Linked DNA regions of Macaca mulatta: region 2 is linked to region 1. A link is a contact called in public Hi-C data. All regions are on one chromosome and are shown on one strand. The core of a region is the stretch at or near the end of the contact, and the rest is flanking DNA. Distances in the headings are between cores, read along the strand shown. Region 1 holds the start of SIX1 (SIX homeobox 1). Region 2 holds the start of SIX4 (SIX homeobox 4).

Region 1 (6,299 bases), core at 1,178-3,677:
CCAGTCACGGCCTCCGAGGAAGAGCACCTCTTCTCTTCTACCCGGGTTCCCGCAATCACAGCTTCTACACGTCGTTTTCCCAGTTGACGGCAATATATAGTACGTCCTGGTTCCTTTTGAAGACAAGTAAAAAGAAATAGGCAGGTAGGTCTGGAGGAAGCCGGGGTGGGGTGGGGGGGAAGGTGGTCCTATTCGTGTCTAATTGCCATCTCTCTGCTCTCTGTCATCCTCTGTAAATGTATACCTGCCCTTATTTGTCCAGGCTATGCCTCATTTCCTTATACAGAATTGTTAATTACAAATCAGACCTCATACTCAACATACTGTTTGTCTTTCAAGAGACGTGGTTGTGCTTAAAGACCCTCCCCTCCTTGTAATTGTGCGCACTTGCTCCAGACTTTAGGGTATTAACTGATTTTTTAGAGCCGGGTTTAAGCCTCCGTTCCGGTCCTCACACAGCTGCCATGTCAATAAGGACTGTTTCAAGCAGAGACATTCCTTCTGGGAGGACACTGCAGCTCCTTAAGACTTCATGTGAAACATCATAAGCACTAAAATGAGACAGTGAGGGGAAATTACCAGAGGTGGCTCTGGGTTTAACAGTGCCAGGCTTCCAGTTTAGAAAGTCATTGGGCATACTATATGGCAGAGGCTCTTTTGAAAGAATGCACACCCATTAAATGCATTTTTTTTAAAAGCCTAAGGTAATGAAATATAAGCATCTGCTTCCAAGATCTAATTGCATGGAATAAGCAAGAGTTTCCAGGATGCAGAAAGCATTATGTTCAGCAGAGAAGCAGCTTCCTGTCTACTTGGAATCTCCCATGTGGCAACCCTGAGGTGGGAACCCTATATGAGTTTAGAATGTATGTTGCAGGGTGCACTGTACTGGGTGCATCATTTTAAAACCATATTAATAATAAAAGGGGAAACCCAGACACTGCTTCTCCTTCTCCCACTTGCATCTCAATATGCAGAAGGTTCTGTGGTGCTGGGCTCTTTGACTAAAGGAATCAAAACATATTTAAAGAAGACAAGCTAGTTTAAGGAGCCTACAGTTTGTTCTTCACCACTCACTAAGAGGGCACATTGAAATCAAAAGCATTTTTGAAGTGTACTTAGAATTCTGTTTTGAACTTATCTAATCAGAGATAAGTATAGTCATAAAGTCACTCTCCTTCCACCATTTGGCTTCCCTTATCTCCACGCATTGTTCTTATCTCCTGCTGGTCTCAGCTACCGACAATAGATTATCTTTGTTTAGAGAGGCTAATTGTCTTCAAAATCTTTTTAATAATTGCTTTGGAACCAGGTGTGCAAATGAGGCTTAAGATAATTACAACTTCATTTGTTTGTGCAGTTTTACTAAGCATTCTCCACACATAAACAAAACAGCAGATGATGGGACTTAAATTGCAGTACATCTCTCATTCCTTGGCAGCAAAATAGGCCAGCATTGCAACACACACACACACACACACACACACACACACACACACACACACCCCTCTTTATTTAATCTTCTTGGAGCCGCTGTCGTCCTCGCTTTGAGGGCAGTGTCCCTCTCAGAGCAGGGTAAGGATTATGTTACAACCGGACGGTTATTGGAGCCGGGCACAATTTTATTTAATTTACACCACATCCAGCGCCTTTCGTACGAGGTTCCCAAAGCATTTTTTGCTAATAGCAAGTAAAGCTTCTCGGCATTCCTCAGTAGCAGAAGTGGCATTGGAAAACGCAACAGCACAGATGGGGGAAATTGAGTCTAGAAGCTTCAGGAACCTGCTGGTTTCAACCGCAGAACATTAAGATACCAAATCACAAATGAACGCTCGGAGTCTCTAGGTGCTCAGCAAGTATGCCCGAAACACCTCTTTGCCTGGTCTCAAATCATGGACGTCCTTTGTGAATGAGGGAAACGCTGTCCGACTGGGAGTACTTGTGCCCTTTGGAGGGTGGTGTGCGGCAGCTGGGGGAGGACAGTGGGAGTTGGTGGGGGGAGGGGGAAGGAAATAGGGTTGGCTTCTCGAGCTGAAGCCAACCCGAAGAGAAGCCACTGCTCCAGAGGCTGCATGCGGAGACCCAGGTCTGCTCTTGAATTATTTATCGCGTTCCATAAGCTATTCATCAATCCATTATTTATTCATTCCAACATTAAAGTAATTAAATATGAGCTCACCGGGAAAGGGCAAGTTTGTAAGGGATGAAAGCAAGAGTACGGAGGGAGAGGGGAGGAATTAAGGTTTGGAGTAATTGATTTGTGCGGAGTTTTGCGCGACTCCCCTTAGGTGATACTGGTGACGGGTCCCGCGCTGCAGGGTCCTGACGCGCTCACCCACTCTCTATCTCCCCACACCTCCGCAGCGCAGCTCCCTCAGACCCCAACTGGCTTCCCACCTTTCCTCTTCCTTCTCCTCCCACCACTCCCTCCCTGCGCAGCCCCGGCAACACCCCCAACCCCCAGCTCCTCAGCCTCGCCCTCCCCGCGCTGGGCGGTGCGGCCTCGATGGGCGGTGCGGCCTCTCTGCCCAGCCGGGCGGCGCGCTGGCTGGCCAGCCCGGGATAGGCGCCGCCCGCAGCCAATCAGCGTGCCGGGGACGCTGCGAGCTTTAAGGCCGCTGCGGGGAGAACAGAAACCAAGTTCCCCGGCAACTAGCAGCATCCACCGGGCGGGAGGTCGGAGGCAGCAAGGCCCTAAAGGCTACTGAGTGCGCCGGCGGTTCCATGTTCAGAGCGTACCCTACTCCTCCGCCTTCTCTTGCTTGGCTGCCCACCTCCAAGTTCTGACTCGGGTTTTCGCCTTTGCAAAGCCTAAGGAGGAGGTTAGGAACAGCCGCGCCCCCTCCCTGCGGCCGCCGCCCCCTGCCTCTCGGCTCTGCTCCCTGCCGCGTGCGCCTGGGCCCTGCGCCCCGGCAGGCCCCAGCCATGTCGATGCTGCCGTCGTTTGGCTTTACGCAGGAGCAAGTGGCATGCGTGTGCGAGGTTCTGCAGCAAGGCGGAAACCTGGAGCGCCTGGGTAGGTTCCTGTGGTCACTGCCCGCCTGCGACCACCTGCACAAGAACGAGAGCGTGCTCAAGGCCAAGGCGGTGGTCGCCTTCCACCGCGGCAACTTCCGTGAGCTCTACAAGATCCTGGAGAGCCACCAGTTCTCGCCTCACAACCACCCCAAACTGCAGCAACTGTGGCTGAAGGCGCATTATGTGGAGGCCGAGAAGCTGCGCGGCCGACCCCTGGGCGCCGTGGGCAAATATCGGGTGCGCCGAAAATTTCCACTGCCGCGCACCATCTGGGACGGCGAGGAGACCAGCTACTGCTTCAAGGAGAAGTCGAGGGGTGTCCTGCGGGAGTGGTACGCTCACAATCCCTACCCCTCGCCGCGCGAGAAGCGGGAGCTGGCCGAAGCTACCGGCCTCACCACCACGCAGGTCAGCAACTGGTTTAAGAACCGGAGGCAAAGAGACCGGGCCGCGGAGGCCAAGGAAAGGTACGCGGCGTGCTTCCCGCGACTCGGGCGACCCCAGGAAGCCTTCCTTTCCCCTTCGCCCCCTCCCGCCCCCGCAGGCACCAGCCACCAAGTCCTCCTGGCCGGCCGAAGCCCGTCCACGGGGCGGCGCGCAGGCCTCCGCAGCGCTGCAGAGAAAGTTCATGAACTCTGAGGTTCCTTGCTAAGAATGGGGCCTCATTTGCTTTGAGCACCCGCGCGTGGGTTTCTCTGGGATGTGAGTTTCGGGAAATATTGGCGCTAGGTTTGGTTTTCATGCCTCCCTGGCTGGCCGCGGCTTGGAGTGGTGGGTGGAGAGTGAGTTTCTAAATCAACGGGCAATGAAGTGTTGATTGGCGTCGCAAGGAAAGGAGTTCGGTGGGAGCTGAGGTTAGCGAACCTCTCTCCTCTTCGCTCCCCAGAGGGGTGAAGCTGGTCTGAGACATTGGCTCTGCCCCCACTCCTTGCGGGTTCTCCACCGCTCGCTCTCGATAGTCTTTTGGATTAGGGGTCGCCTGCTTCATTTCTCAGTAGCTGGACAAAGGGCGGGGTCTTTTAAAAACACACCAAAAAGAGAGCTCTGGAGAGAGTTGGCGCTGCATTTACTCCCCGGCGCCCCAAATTAAGAAAGGGTTGATCCTCGTCGTGCTCGCTCGCGCGTGGCCCGGCACTGCAGCCCGTCGGTCTGGCTGAACGCGCTGCCTGCCCAGACGAGGAAAGGGTCTCCATTCGCAGCCTTCTCTCGCACTGGAGCTCATAAGGCAATGTTTTCAAAATTGGTCTCTACCTTCCCCCACCTCAGGGCAACACCTTCGGCCACCTGGCCAGGCTCCTTCTGTTCTCTGTAGAGTTTCCGACAGAGATTCGGAAGAACGGTGGGGAGGTGGCTGTGGCGGGGAGAGCGCTCTGCGAAGCCAAAGAGTTGGGGGGAAATCTGAGCGCAGGGGCCGCTTAGGTTTTCCTTTGTTCGCTTCCAAGACTGGGGGCGGAAGATCTTGCTTCCTTTCTTGCTTAGTGGAAAACCAGAGCCAGGATAAATTCTGCTGAAATGGGCTTGCCGGGAGACAGAGACTGTGAGGATAAGGGGAAAGAAAGGAGGAGACAGGCGCGAGGAGTCGGGAGGACCCGCGAGCACTCGGAAGGCGGAAGCGGCAAGGGAAGCGAATCCTGAAGTTAACCGGCACCGAGTGCCGGGACTGACGCCCCAGAGCGCGGCGCCCGCTGGCAGCCTGTGCCGGGCGGCGAAGTTTCCCCTGCCCAGAAAGGATGGGTTAGGGTGGGTGTTGGTAGGAAGTTTGAGAGGGGGACACGAGGGGCTGAAGGGTTAGCAAGTAACACAGGATCGGGGATTGTAGGGTTGCAGTTAGCCTTTAGTTGCAAAACGGCCGTCCTATAAGCCAGGCCCGAGGGCCGACTCCAGATGAAATCAGAGAGACTGGCTGCGCTCCCTGTGTTTACTCAGGTCACTGGGCCGCTCTGGGCACCACTTCCCATGACCTGTCCTGTGTCTCCAAAACCACCAACTCTGGGCTGGGGCAGGAAAACGGGATGTTTGTCTCCTCATATGGGAACAAGGCAATGGACTTGATTCACCCCAAACATTTGTGCATTGGACTCTGTCCTCTATCATTTCTTTATCACCAATATCTATTGAAAGATTTTCAAAGTTAGTTACATTTAAATATGGTGCTAGTTGATATGTATTTAAATGTAACTGCTTGAACAAAATTTAAAACATATATTTTGTATGTTTCAAATAAATCCTGCTAATCTATCGCTTTCTGAAATCTGAAAGAGAAAAGGACCTGGCTCCTAACAGGAGGCTCTGTCTGTAGCTCTCCATTTCTCCAGGCTCCTCTGACTCCTCACCTCCCCCATTACCCTTGGGGATGGGTGGAAGGGTAGAGCTCCTCCATTTGGGTTGGTGACAGATTGCACAATGGCCCTTTCCTCCTTCCAGCTCCCCTCCCTCCATCTCACACTTTTTTTTAACCTACTTTTTTTTTTTTTTTTTTTTTTTTTTAACCATATGGTGTTGTCCTCTATTTCTTAGGGAGAACACCGAAAACAATAACTCCTCCTCCAACAAGCAGAACCAACTCTCTCCTCTGGAAGGGGGCAAGCCGCTCATGTCCAGCTCAGAAGAGGAATTCTCACCTCCCCAAAGTCCAGACCAGAACTCGGTCCTTCTGCTGCAGGGCAATATGGGCCACACCAGGAGCTCAAACTATTCTCTCCCGGGCTTAACAGCTTCGCAGCCCAGTCATGGTCTGCAGGCCCACCAGCATCAGCTCCAAGACTCTCTGCTCGGCCCCCTCACCTCCAGTCTGGTGGACTTGGGTTCCTAAGTGGGGAGGGACTGGGGCCTCGAAGGGATGCCTGGAGCAGCAACCACTGCAGCGACTAGGGACACTTGTAAATAGAAATCAGGAACATTTTTGCAGCTTGTTTCTGGAGTTCTTTGCGCATAAAGGAATGGTGGACTTTCACAAATATCTTTTTAAAAATCAAAACCAACAGCGATCTCAAGCTTAATCTCCCTCTTCTCTCCAACTCTTTCCACTTTTGCATTTTCCTTCCCAATGCAGAGATCAGGGGATAAATAATAATAATAATAATGATAATAATAATAATAATAAAAACCCAAACAAACAAAAGCACCCAGGCACCCAGTCTCAGTTCTGGGCAACTGATACGCCTGTTTCAGTAGCCTTTCTTTTTTTTTTTCAATGAACGGGAATTACAAATCAACTGGCTTTTCATTATTTACTTTTAATTTATATATGGAGAAATGTGTTGTGAAGAGGAAAAGGAAAT
Region 2 (5,863 bases), core at 2,015-4,514, 68 kb before region 1:
GCAGAAGCCCAATAAGTGGTTTTCCAAGTCAATGCACTATATTTGGTTGATAATAATTCTGAAGCAGACTCCTGTGACCTGGTTTGGGATGGCCCTAAACACAGCCAAAGGAATTTTAGTAGGCATGCACAACTAAAAAGTCTCCTACTTTGCAATATCAGGAAGAAGATAACAAACATTTACCAAGGATTAATTAATCACCAGGTGCTTTCTGGCACATCTTATCTCATTTAATCCTCACAACAACTTAGTCTACTTTTTATAGTCAAGTAGCTAATAAATGGCAGAGCTAGGATTAAACCTGTGTCTATCTATTTGATCCTCAAATCCACATCCTTTCCACTAAACCACACCATATCCTGTCTACTTTGTTCTGACAAATGTGCTTTAAAATTTCAAGGAATTAAATGCAACGTGGTCTCCTGGATTGGATCATAAGACAGAAAACAGACATTAATGGAAAAAAAAAACAACTGGTGAAATTCAAATAAAGTCTAGAGGTTAGTTAATAAAAATGTGCCAATGTTAATTTGTTTAGATAAATATATCATTATAATGTAAGATGTTAAAATTAAAGGGAACTAGGTGAAAGGAAGTAGAAACTCTACTATTTTGGTAACTTTTCTGTAAATCAAAATCATTCCAAAATAAAAAATATTTTTTAAAAAAAATTTGGCCAGGTGTGGTGGCTCATGCCTGTAATCCCAGCCCTCTGGGATACTGAGGTGGGCGGATCACTTGAGGTCAGGAATTCAAGACAAGCCTGGCCAACATGGTGAAACCCCATATCTACTAAAAATACAAAAATTAGCTGGGTGTGGTGGCAGGGGCCTGTAATCCCAGCTACTCGAGAGGCTGATGCAGGAGAATCACTTGAACCCAGGAGGCGGAGGTTGCAGTGAGCTGAGATCATACCACTGCACTCCAGCCTGGGCATCAGAGAGAGACCCTGTCTCAAACAAAAACAAACAAACAAGCAAACAAAAGTTCAAGGAAGTTCTGAATCGGCCGGGCGCGGTGGCTCAAGCCTGTAATCCCAGCACTTTGGGAGGCCGAGAGGGGCGGATCACAAGGTCAGGAGATCGAGACCATCCTGGCTAACATGGTGAAACCCCGTCTCTACTAAAAATACAAAAAACTAGCCGGGCGAGGTGGCGGGCGCCTGTAGTCCCAGCTACTCCGGAGGCTGAGGCAGGAGAATGGCGTGAACCCGGGAGGCGGAGCTTGCAGTGAGCTGAGACCCGGCCACTGCACTCCAGCCTGGGCGACAAAGCGAGACTCCGTCTCAAAAAAAAAAAAAAAAAAAAAAAAGGAAGTTCTGAATCTCAGTTATTGTCCTGAAGCTTGGTACGTAACTAGATATTTCCAGTGGCGTAGAAACACATGGTCTTGGCCGGGCATGGTGGCTCACGCCTGTGATCCCAGCACTTTGGGAGGCTGAGGCGGGCGGATCACAAGGTCAGGAGATGGAGACCATCCTGGCTAACATGGTGAAACCCCATCTCTACTAAAAATATAAAAAATTAGCCACGCATGGTGGCATGGGCCTGTAGTCCCAGCTACTCAGGAGGCTGAGGCAGGAGAATTGCTTGAACCTGGGAGGCAGAGGTTGCAGTGAGCTGAGATGACGCCACTGCACTCCAGCCTGAGCAACAGAGTGAGACTTCATCTCAAAAAAATAAACAAATAAAAAATATGGTCTTTTCTGTTATTATAAATTTTAAATCTACCAGAGATGTCAACATATTAGGGCAATGCAAAAACAAGTTAAATCCTACATCAAATGACATCTTGGTTGACCAGCAACAAAATAAAGCCTGTCTACAAAAAAAGAAAATCTCACCAAGTTTATCATGACAGTAGGTGACCTAGACAGCTGCTTTGTAATATGCTGAAGTAGGCAGATATGAGTAGCTGGGAAGCAGACACAATACAAGGCCACCCTGAAGTAAAGGTTAGGATGATGTCATTAAACTGTTGAATTTTGAGAGGCTGAGGTGGGCAGATCACGAGGTCAGGAGATCGAGATCATCCTGGCTAACACAGTGAAACCCCGTCTCTACTAAAAAAATACAAAAAATTAGCCGGGTTTGGTGGCGGGCACCTGTAGTCCCAGCTACTTGGGAGGCTGAGGCAGGAGAATGGCACAAACTTGGCAGACGGAGCTTGCAGTGAACCGAGATCGCGCCACTGCACTCCAGCCTGAGTGACAGAGCGAGACTCCGTCTCAAAAAAAAAAAAAAAAAAAGAGTTGAATTTTGAGAAAGAGCAGCAGCAGGCAAACCCAACTGACCTACAGTAATCAAAGAAGCAGAAACGGATTATCCTTTTTGGAATTAAGATCTCGTGCAAATTACAAAGGAAAGAGACACAACTGCAAACAACAAAAGACTCTACCCCCACTTCAGCATCAAACCAGAGGGCAATCTTCCATCTGTCTATGCTGTGGAAAAGGGCTTCTGATCCTGCACTGATCTAGATGACACCCGCACATACAGTGTTTCTAGTCTATCGTCTTTAAAAAAAAACTATTCATATACTTACATTAAAAATGTTCATGTAGAAAACTTAAATTTCCATATCGTTAGTATAATTTAAAGCTTAGATCTCTTCCACACGACTCATCCAGGATAAACATATGGTTTAATATTCTACATGTTTAATTATATCATGTTCAACTCAGTTGGGTTGCCAACCCTCCATGTGGCTTAAGGTTAAGTACATTTTTTGAAGGCTTCTTGTTTTTGTCTTCTCAGTGGGCTATTTATGCTGCTAATTATAAGGTTTTCAAGCATTTTTCCCCCTTTGGAATTTTAATTTACTTTAAATGCTTGCCCCTTAGAACATTTCCTAGTGTTATTTTATTTTTGACCCTTTCGAATACAAAATCCTTGATAAAGACATCCAAAAAGAGGGGGAATGGGGAACAGGGAGATAGTGGGGGGCTTCTGAATTGTCCTCTTAAGTTTTGTCATCTAGATGCTGAGGGTGGTCTCTTTGTTAAAAATTTATCTAGACCTTAAGGACACACAATTAATATTCCCTCTGGAATCGTAGGGCCTCTCTTTGAAAGAGTTGTCCAGTTTTCAGGCCACATTAGGTAATTTCCCGCCCAGGAGCGTGGTTTGGAAAGAATGTCGGTGTTTTCCTTCAGGTATAGGTGCCTGGGGGTCAGGGGGAGAGGGAAAGGCAAGGGGTGGAGTGGGAGGCGGGTGATCGACAGGGATAGAAACGGTGTCTCCTCCTCCCCCTGAATGCGAAATAGCCAATGAGGTGGCTCGGCCGGGCCGGCCCGGCCGCCACTGCCATATAGTATGCAGCAACCGGAGGAGTCACGTTGGGGGAACGGCAGAAAGCAGCTATCCGTTTACACTACTTTGCTCTAGCAGCTATCTTAATGGTGACTGCGTGGCCGGGGGGAAACCTGATCGGCCAGATCCAGCCGAAACCAGGAGGGAGGGAGTGGGCTTTCCGGAGGGGGAGAGGAGGGAGGGAGACGAAGAAGGAGGAGTAAGAGAGGGGGAAAGAAAGAGGAAAAGAGTGCGAGGGAGTGAGGGAGGGAGGAAAATAAACAACAAAAAATGTCCTCTTCCTCCCCCACCGGGCAGATCGCAAGTGCGGCGGACATCAAGCAGGAGAATGGGATGGAAAGCGCCTCAGAAGGGCAGGAGGCGCACCGAGAAGTGGCGGGGGGCGCGGCGGTGGAGCTGAGCCCCCCGGCTCCAGCCCCTTTTCCCCTGGAGCCGGGGGACGCCGCGACCGCTGCCGCCAGGGTGAGCGGAGAGGAAGGGGCAGTGGCGACGGCGGCGGCCGGAGCGGCGGCGGATCAGGTACAACTCCACTCGGAACTTCTGGGCAGGCACCACCACGCTGCAGCCGCCGCGCAGACCCCGCTGGCCTTCTCGCCCGACCACGTCGCCTGCGTGTGCGAGGCACTGCAGCAGGGGGGCAACCTGGACCGCCTGGCCCGGTTCCTGTGGTCCCTGCCCCAGAGCGACCTGCTACGTGGCAACGAGAGCCTGCTGAAGGCGCGGGCGCTCGTGGCCTTCCACCAGGGCATCTACCCCGAGCTCTACAGCATCCTCGAGAGCCACAGCTTCGAGTCGGCCAACCACCCGCTGCTGCAGCAGCTCTGGTACAAGGCGCGCTACACCGAGGCCGAGCGAGCCCGCGGCCGGCCGCTAGGAGCGGTGGACAAGTACCGGCTGCGCAGGAAATTCCCCCTGCCCCGCACCATCTGGGACGGCGAGGAGACGGTGTATTGTTTCAAGGAGAAGTCGCGCAACGCGCTCAAGGAGCTCTACAAGCAGAATCGCTACCCTTCGCCCGCCGAGAAGCGGCACCTGGCCAAGATCACCGGCCTCTCCCTCACCCAGGTCAGCAACTGGTTCAAGAACCGCCGGCAGCGCGATCGGAACCCCTCCGAGACCCAGTCCAAAAGGTGAGCGCCAACTTTCCTCCTCCTCCCCCTTCCTCTCCCCCACCCCCTTCCCAGCTTTCTTTTCCTCCAAGTGCTCGCAAACATGGCGCTTACCTTCCCCACCAGCCTGGTCCGGCTGCCCACCTCTCCCCGCCCCCCACCTCGCTCCCTGCCGGCGGAGGTGGGGGGCGGCGGAGGCGAAGGGCGGGGGAACCTCCCTCCTTACCCTCCCCCTCTCCCCCTAGAAGTTTCTGGTCGCCCGCCTAGGTCTCAGTCCCCGCCCCCACCGCGGCTGGTCACTGCTGCCCGGCTTCCCACCCCCATCCAGCTGGCTTTGAAGTTGCCACCCTCTCCCTGCTTCTGGCGGGGCTAAGGAAGCGAGTGTGGACGCCGGCACCGTAGCTCTCCCTGCTGCCCGAGGCCCGCAGAGGTTGCCGGCGCCGGCCGGGGTCTGCACCTCCGCGGGGTCACACCGGGCCTGGCGCGCGCGCACGCTCCCAGATCCCCAGGGTTCAGCCGCCCCCAGTGCCTGCGTTGGAGGTCGCGGTGGTTGCTCTGGAGGGAAGAGAGTGTTTTGGGGCTGGCGGCGAAGAAGGGGTCTCGGAACGTCGAGGTTTCATGTGACAGAGTTAATCATTCACCCTGCCCCTGTGGTTCCCTTCGCGGCCGCGGCAACGTGGGGTGCTGGTGCAGCTCGGCTCTGTCATGTTTTGAAACCTGATTCTGAACTCCTTAGGATCGGATTTCAGCGCAGCCGGGGTAGCAGGGCTGAAGGGCTGCTTCCTCCCTCGGCCCCCGAACGCTGTTTGACTCCCTCCCGGTACGGTAGTTACGGGCGGGGGGCAGGCTAGCTTACGGCGGGCGGCAGCAAAGGAGTAGGGGCGCTATTAGTGCTCCTCCTTGTGCTCCCACCCCACTGGGTTTGAGCTTTTTGCCTGGCAAGCTGTTTTCCCCCTCTGGTAGAAAATACCGGATTTTCCACCTCTTTTGTGCGTCCTCCCGAGTCAGACACTTGGTGTGTGCGTCTGTGTGTTTTGTTGGACGAAACAAAGTAAGGAGAAGGTCGCCTAAAGACCTGGTGTCTCCAGCCCCGCGGGGATAGGAGAGAAAGAATCCAAAAGCAGCTCGAAGGTTCTGCTCAGGGAAGCAATCTGGAAGCCGGGGATCCAGCCCGCCTGGGCCAGGTGAAGGTGATCACCCAGCACATTCCAGAGCCGGTCTCAGCCCGCCCTTGCCGCTTCTGGGCCCCTGTGGGGGTCCGACGGCTTGGGCTCTGGCGTTCCTCGCCCAAGGCTGGGAGGGAGGCTCGGTGCCCTGCTTGGCCCTCGCGGTAACCAAAACAAAACGTGCACCGGGATGTGCGTGCGCCTTCCGCAGATATGCGGAAAGGTCCAGAGAAGGCGCTTTGGTTACGCCGAACCACCTGCCCCGCGCCCACTAGAG

What was found. A called contact is a pair of places that touch in the nucleus more often than the background predicts.
Region 2: a contact with region 1 is called in a Hi-C map of fetal cortex germinal zone, with 1.8 times the contacts expected there. The contact joins the promoter of SIX4 here to the promoter of SIX1 in region 1. A contact is called at or near these places in 3 of 14 Hi-C or Micro-C datasets (cortical neurons, fetal cortex germinal zone and liver).

The regions. Positions count from the first base shown.
Region 1 is chr7:133,779,143-133,785,441 of T2T-MMU8v2.0, reverse strand. It overlaps SIX1 (SIX homeobox 1), which reads left to right and starts at 2,427. Exons shown (of 2, transcript XM_001096585.5): 1 at 2,427-3,485; 2 at 5,536-6,299. The coding sequence starts at 2,926. The coding sequence ends at 5,830. LOC144330267 (a long non-coding RNA gene) reads right to left here and starts at 142. Exons shown (of 2, transcript XR_013396292.1): 1 at 1-142.
Region 2 is chr7:133,848,817-133,854,679 of T2T-MMU8v2.0, reverse strand. It overlaps SIX4 (SIX homeobox 4), which reads left to right and starts at 3,264. Exons shown (of 4, transcript XM_028851594.2): 1 at 3,264-3,400; 2 at 3,609-4,441. The coding sequence starts at 3,398.